Linked DNA regions of Mus musculus: region 1 is linked to region 2. The links are chromatin contacts, called in public HiChIP or PLAC-seq maps. All regions are on one chromosome and are shown on one strand. Each heading gives the region's core, a stretch centred on a gene start, on an enhancer-like site or on the middle of the called end of the contact. The rest is flanking DNA. Distances are from core to core; before and after follow the strand shown.

What was found. HiChIP or PLAC-seq counts read pairs in DNA pulled down with a chosen protein or histone mark.
Region 1: a contact with region 2 is called in an H3K4me3 HiChIP or PLAC-seq map of the SCID.adh cell line, with 9 read pairs. The contact joins the promoter of Sema4b here to the promoter of Ticrr in region 2. A contact is called at or near these places in 2 of 39 promoter capture datasets (neural stem cells and stem cell-derived epiblast-like cells) and 2 of 115 datasets of contacts at active chromatin or transcription factors (the SCID.adh cell line and embryonic stem cells).

What each region holds. Positions count from the first base shown.
Region 1 is chr7:80,197,299-80,199,998 of GRCm38.p6, forward strand. It overlaps Sema4b (sema domain, immunoglobulin domain (Ig), transmembrane domain (TM) and short cytoplasmic domain, (semaphorin) 4B), which reads left to right and starts at 1,290. Exons shown (of 14, transcript NM_001360135.2): 1 at 1,290-1,472. The coding sequence starts at 1,355.
Region 2 is chr7:79,658,453-79,661,452 of GRCm38.p6, forward strand. It overlaps Ticrr (TOPBP1-interacting checkpoint and replication regulator), which reads left to right and starts at 1,744. Exons shown (of 22, transcript NM_029835.1): 1 at 1,744-2,550. The coding sequence starts at 1,888.

The DNA.
Region 1 (2,700 bases), core at 40-2,539, 540 kb after region 2:
CACAGCTTGTGGAGTAGACTCTGTCTACTGTGTTTGAGAAGAGATTAACAGGAGGAAAGGAAGCAGCAGTTAGAGCAGAAACAGTACATTTCAGATGATGGGTTAACCAGTGCAATTGGACATGTGGCATATGAGAAAAGACACGAGACTGTAGAAGGATGTCAGGGTGGTGACAGTACAGGAGTTGTGGAGCATGGGGAAGTCTGGATGTAAGAAAGAAGACCTGAGACCATCCAAGAGCTTGTCTGCTCTGACTGCCACCTGCCTGTGGGGGTGGGGAGGAGAGTAGAAAGATGTGGCTCTGGAACTGCCCACATGGGCACACATGGGCAGCAGCGAGTGCAGTGTAGCTTCGACAACTGCAGAAAAGTCTGGGGGAAGTGGTTTCATTGCCACAAGAACAATGAACACATATTTTTAAGTTTTTAATTTTATCCATTCACCTAGGAAAAGCTGAAACGGGTTTCCAAAACCTTGATGTCTTTGTTGATCTCCCCCTCTTTATTTCCCTCTATTCCTTTGCTGTGGCTCCACCAAATTGACTTCAGATTGGGGTACCTGCGGGTGGATACCTCTGGCGTCTCATTCCAGCCTTAGGGAATCCTTTCCTATGCTCAGCCACGTGCTGGTTGTGGGGGGGAAGGTCTAGCCTCTTTGGCAGTGCAGTCCGTGAAATCCTAATTATCCCACTTGAACTGATTCTGCGCCGGCCCCGGGCTTCGCGTGGACAGAATTCTAAGCATGGACAACCGAGCAGAGTATCTAGATTCTAGACCATGCATAGACCTCTCGCGGAAGTAAGACTGGAAAGCTACCAGTCTCCGTCTCAGAGTCTGCACAGCTCCCAGAGCGGGGGTGGGGGTAGGTAGGGGGCATGTGGGGCAGGGTTCCCGGGAGCCGGAAGGAGGGCGGGTCCGTGCGGCTTTGCGAGCTCCTCGGTCTCCGGGCTTCAGGTCCCCAGGCTCTGCTCCGCTCCCCCTCCCCCCCAGTGCCCCAAGTCGGGTGACTCGATCCAGCGCCCCTCGTACTTCAGCGCCCAGGAAGGAGGAAGGGGAAAGAGCTGGGCAAGGACCAGCTAGGAGGCCCGCCTACCCGTCGACTTCCTGCTCCGCGCCCTCCTCCCTGCGGCGAGAGCGCGGGGCTTTCACCCGCAGCACTGGGCAGAGGGAGCCTACGGTGCGGCGGCCCACGTGACCACCTTCCCTGCCGCCCACCCCCAGGTCCAGAGGCGGAGGCCGAGGGAAGGACTCCGGGCCGAACCGCGGGGCGGGGCTCCAGCCTGCGATTCCACTTGAGCAACCTGAGCCGGAGGAGGACGCCGCTGCCTGCTGCGGTCCGAGCTCCACGCGCCGCGATGGGCCGGGCGAGCCGCTCCGCTGTCCTGCGGCGCGCGCTGCTGCTGCTGCTGCTACTGCTGCTGCTGCGGACGACGACTACGCGGGCGCTCGGCCCCCGGATCAGTGTGCCGCTGGGTAAGTGCTATGGGGCGCGGCAGAAGGAGGGGAGCGCGGGCAACGAGATGCTTGGTGGGGTGGCCACGACAAAGGAGAGGTTGAGGTCCACTAGGACCAGGAAAGCAGTTGTGGTCAAAGCGAAAGAGGAGGGAAAGCTAGGGAGCTGAGAGCCCTTTTCTTCCATTTTCTATCTGGACTTGGAGAGGGCCGCTTTCTTGCTCGGTTGCAGCTGCTCTTGCTCGGAGGGAGCACACTCGGCACTAGGGGCCTCAGGTGCCAGCCATCCTGCCTACTCATTTACTTGTCTTTGATGCTGACCAGAGTCAGCCTTGGAGCCACCAACGGCACGGGGCTGAGGGCACTGCTGCTGGCCGTGCTATAAACTCTGGGCTTATGATATTCTCAGTCAGCCACAGCAGAGCCTGGAGTTTGGCGGGTGGGTGCCAGGTCTTTCCTCCCTGCCGGCCCATCTCTGACTGATCGACCTGGAGAATTCACCCCCTACTCCAAACACAGGGACTTGGAAACTGACATTGCGAAGACCCATCTGTACCCTGTCTAGAGGGGCCTGAGGGTATCACCCTGGTGGGCCACATTCCTTTTTTGGTGGTTTACAGCTGCCCCTGGCTGCCTGTGTTTCCAATCCTCCACTCATTCTTTACTTCCCTTAGTCTGATCGCCCCTGAACCTTTTCCAGGGAACCTCAACGTTTGGAATTCTAGGGACTTAGCCCAGTAAGTACTTCCTACTGCCCGCACTCCAGCTTCCTCCCCTGCAAAGTCGCCTCAGGCTTAGATACCTTGCAAAGTCATCTTGGGAAATTCATAAAACTTGGTGCATTCGGAGGGCATCAGGCACATAGGTGCCAACAGACAATGTTTGGCCAAACCCCTCTAAATTGCAAACTGTCACTGTGAGTTAGTGCATAAATTAGAGGTTACAGACTAAAACTCTACCAGACTTCCTACTCCATATTTGCATCCCCACCCCTAAAAGCATCCCATTTGCAAAAGGATAGAATCAGCTCTTCAGTTAAGGCCCCTAACAGGATCTCAGTCCCTTATCCAAAACATTGTTGGTAGCTCAAGTTCAAATCCTGTCTCAGCCACTTAGTTCCCACATGACCTTAAGTAAACAACTTCTCTGTGCCTTGATTTCTTCATCTGTAAAATGGGATATTAGCGCCTTGCTCAAGGCGCAGCTCATTACCAGTTGCAAAGTCCTTAGGATAGGGCTTGGTACAGAA
Region 2 (3,000 bases), core at 494-2,993:
TTTCAAAATATGGCTGGCAAGCTATCATTCTAGAAATGGTGTCGTCTCCATTATTTTTATATATTGATTTATAATTATATTAGGAACATTAATAATATGTGGCTTACTTACTTTCATAAGGCCACATGTCCTTTTTTTTTTAAGTCATTTAAGTTAAAACTCAATCAGATAATCCCAAATCCTCTTACTGTGGTACCAATAGGAAACACATATGAGGGGCTGAAGAGATGGCTCAGTGGATTAAAGCATTTGCTGCACCTCCAGAAGATCTGGGTTCGATTCCCATCATGCAAGGCTGACTCACAATCAGCTGCAACTCCAGTTCCAGGGGATCCAACACCCTATTCTGATCTCTGAGCACAGGCATGCACATGTGCAAAACGCCCATACACACACACACACACAAAAAAAAATCCACTGGCCAGAGATGAGACCAAGAGGGAGCATACTTGCTAACAACATGCCAGGCTGGGAGTTCCATCCCTAGCAACACCTCCCTGCCCCCATATACAATAAAGTTAAAAAGAAAGCGGGAGGGGGGAGGAGGAAGACACGAATGAGTGTTGGAGATGTTGGTTCAGTGCTTGACTGTCCAGCATTCAGGAAGTCTTGGGTTTGATCCCCAATACCCCATAAACTGCGTTTGGTGCAGGGGCATGTCTACAGTCCCAGAACTAGGAAGGTGGAGGCAGGATGATCAGAGAAGTACAAGGTACAGTTTGAGGCCAATTTGGAATATAAAAGAAAGTCACAAAAACAAACACACAACAAAAACAAGTAAAACAAAACCAAGACTTCAGAAAACACTAATCTACTGAATGGATGAGCTGTAAGAAGGCGGGTGCTGGAAATCGGACGTTCTAGTGTTTTTTTCTGCACCCATTGGACTGGCTTGCGTACTCTCTGGTGTGTTCACTCCTTAGTTTGTAAAACAGCCTCCCCAGGTGCTCTGCAGACGTCTGATTAGGTATCTTTATATTACATTTTCCTACCTAGGACCCGTATTGCTCTTCTGTCACTTCTCTTTCTTCCCGAAAACACTTCCCTGCCTTCCAGACCTTTACAATAGAGTATCCGAGGTCCTTCCACTATGCTCCAGCCTTGCTAAGTAGCCCCTGCTGGCTTGGAACCTGCGATCCTCCTACCTCCGTCCCTCGAGTTTGAGGATTATGAAATGTTCCTTTCGTCTTTTACAGAAAAAAAAAATTAAGCCCTCCGTCATAGGCTAAAAGACTTAAGAGTAGTCTAAAGTGAACTTGACTCAAGCATCCTAAACCCCTCACTGTGCACATCCCAGGCTTCAGGGTTCTAGTAAACACGCCCCGCCTTCCGCAGGCGACACACACACTCACGTACGCGCGCGCGTGTACAGACACACACACACACACACACACACACACACACACACACACACACACTCACTCACACTCACACTCACACACTCACACTCACACACTCACACTCACACTCACACTCACATCTGCGCACAGTAGCCCAAACGAAGGCTTCCGCGCCCACCGCCACGCCCCCGAAGTACCGCCTCTTTAAATTTTAAAACGAAGGCTCAGGCCAATGAGAACTACATTTCTCCCGGAACTCAGCGCCCCGCCCACCGCCACACCCTCCACCAATCAAGCGGAGGTCTTCCACACGCCTTCCAGTTAGGGTTAAAGAGGGAAGTGCTTACGTAACTTACGTTCAGCCTGCAGCCAATAGGAGCCGAGTTTGGGTACCAGCTCCTCCAATAGCTGCAGCTGTCGGAGAGCGCGGGAGCCTTCGGAGCAGGGCCTCAGAGAAGCGGGCAATGGCGCTGGTTCTCTGAAGAGAGTGCTTTACCTCAGGAAGGGCCACGCGCGGCCGGGCAGAGGGAGTCCCGTGGCGGCCGAGATGGCCTGCTGTCACAAAGTGATGCTGCTGGTGGACACAGCGGGCGTCTCTGCTCCTCATAGCCCGGCCCGACGCGCCGCCCTCCGGCTCCTCACTTACCTGAGCTGCCGCTTCGGCCTTGCCAGGGTCCACTGGACCTTCAAGTTCTTCGACTCTCAGGGGGCACGGAGCCGGCCCTCCCGCGTGTCCGACTTCCGCGAGCTGGGGAGCCGCTCCTGGGAGGACTTCGAGGAGGAGCTGGAGGCCAGGCTGGGGGATCGCCCTCCCGGAGCTCACCTGCCGGGCCCGACGCCCAGAGCCACCCACACGCACGGTGCCCTGATGGAGACGCTGCTCGACTACCAGTGGGACCGGCCGGAGATCACGTCGCCCACCAAGCCGATCCTGCGGAGTAGCGGCAGGAGGCTGCTGGACGCCGACGGCGAGGCCAGGGAGGCCCAGGCCGCGCTCGGGGGCTTTGGGAACGCCGTCTTCCTCCTGGCGCCCTGTCCTCACTCGCAGAGGGAGCTGCTTCAGTTCGTGTCCGGGTGCGAGGCACAGGCTCAACGCGTGCCGCTCACCCCCAAGCAGGTGATGGAGAAGGTGTTGCCCAAGAGAGTCCAAGAGGTTATGATCGCCCGAAATATCACCTTGTACTGGGTGGACACCACCGAGCGATCTAAGGTAAGGTGAGAAGCAGTCTGGATCCGGTCCGCAACTCCCCGACAGCTGAACTTGTCAGGCTCCGTAAAGTGCCACAGACCCAGAATGAACCCCGTGTGCCTTCCGAGGGAAACCCTTGCGGGTCGCAAAGGACAGCGTTCCTCCAACAAAATGGGTAGATTCTGGGTACCTATTAAATCCGAGTGTGGAAGAGCCTCTGCGCTTTGGTACCTGGGTGCTTTTGCGTCCTTAGTTTTGCTACACAGCACTTGTATTCCAGCATGGTGGAAGCCTGGTTCAGCCAGGCTACAGGACTTGGCCGCTTGTTTTGTCTAGTGCTGCTGTGTCTTCCTGGACCTCTAATCCTCTCCCTCTGAGGCAGTAGAAACCTCTCTTAACCTTTGTTGTTGGCCCGGCCTGATGACGCCCCAGCCCTCAGGAGGCAGAGAGGCAGGTCTCTCTCTAGTTCTA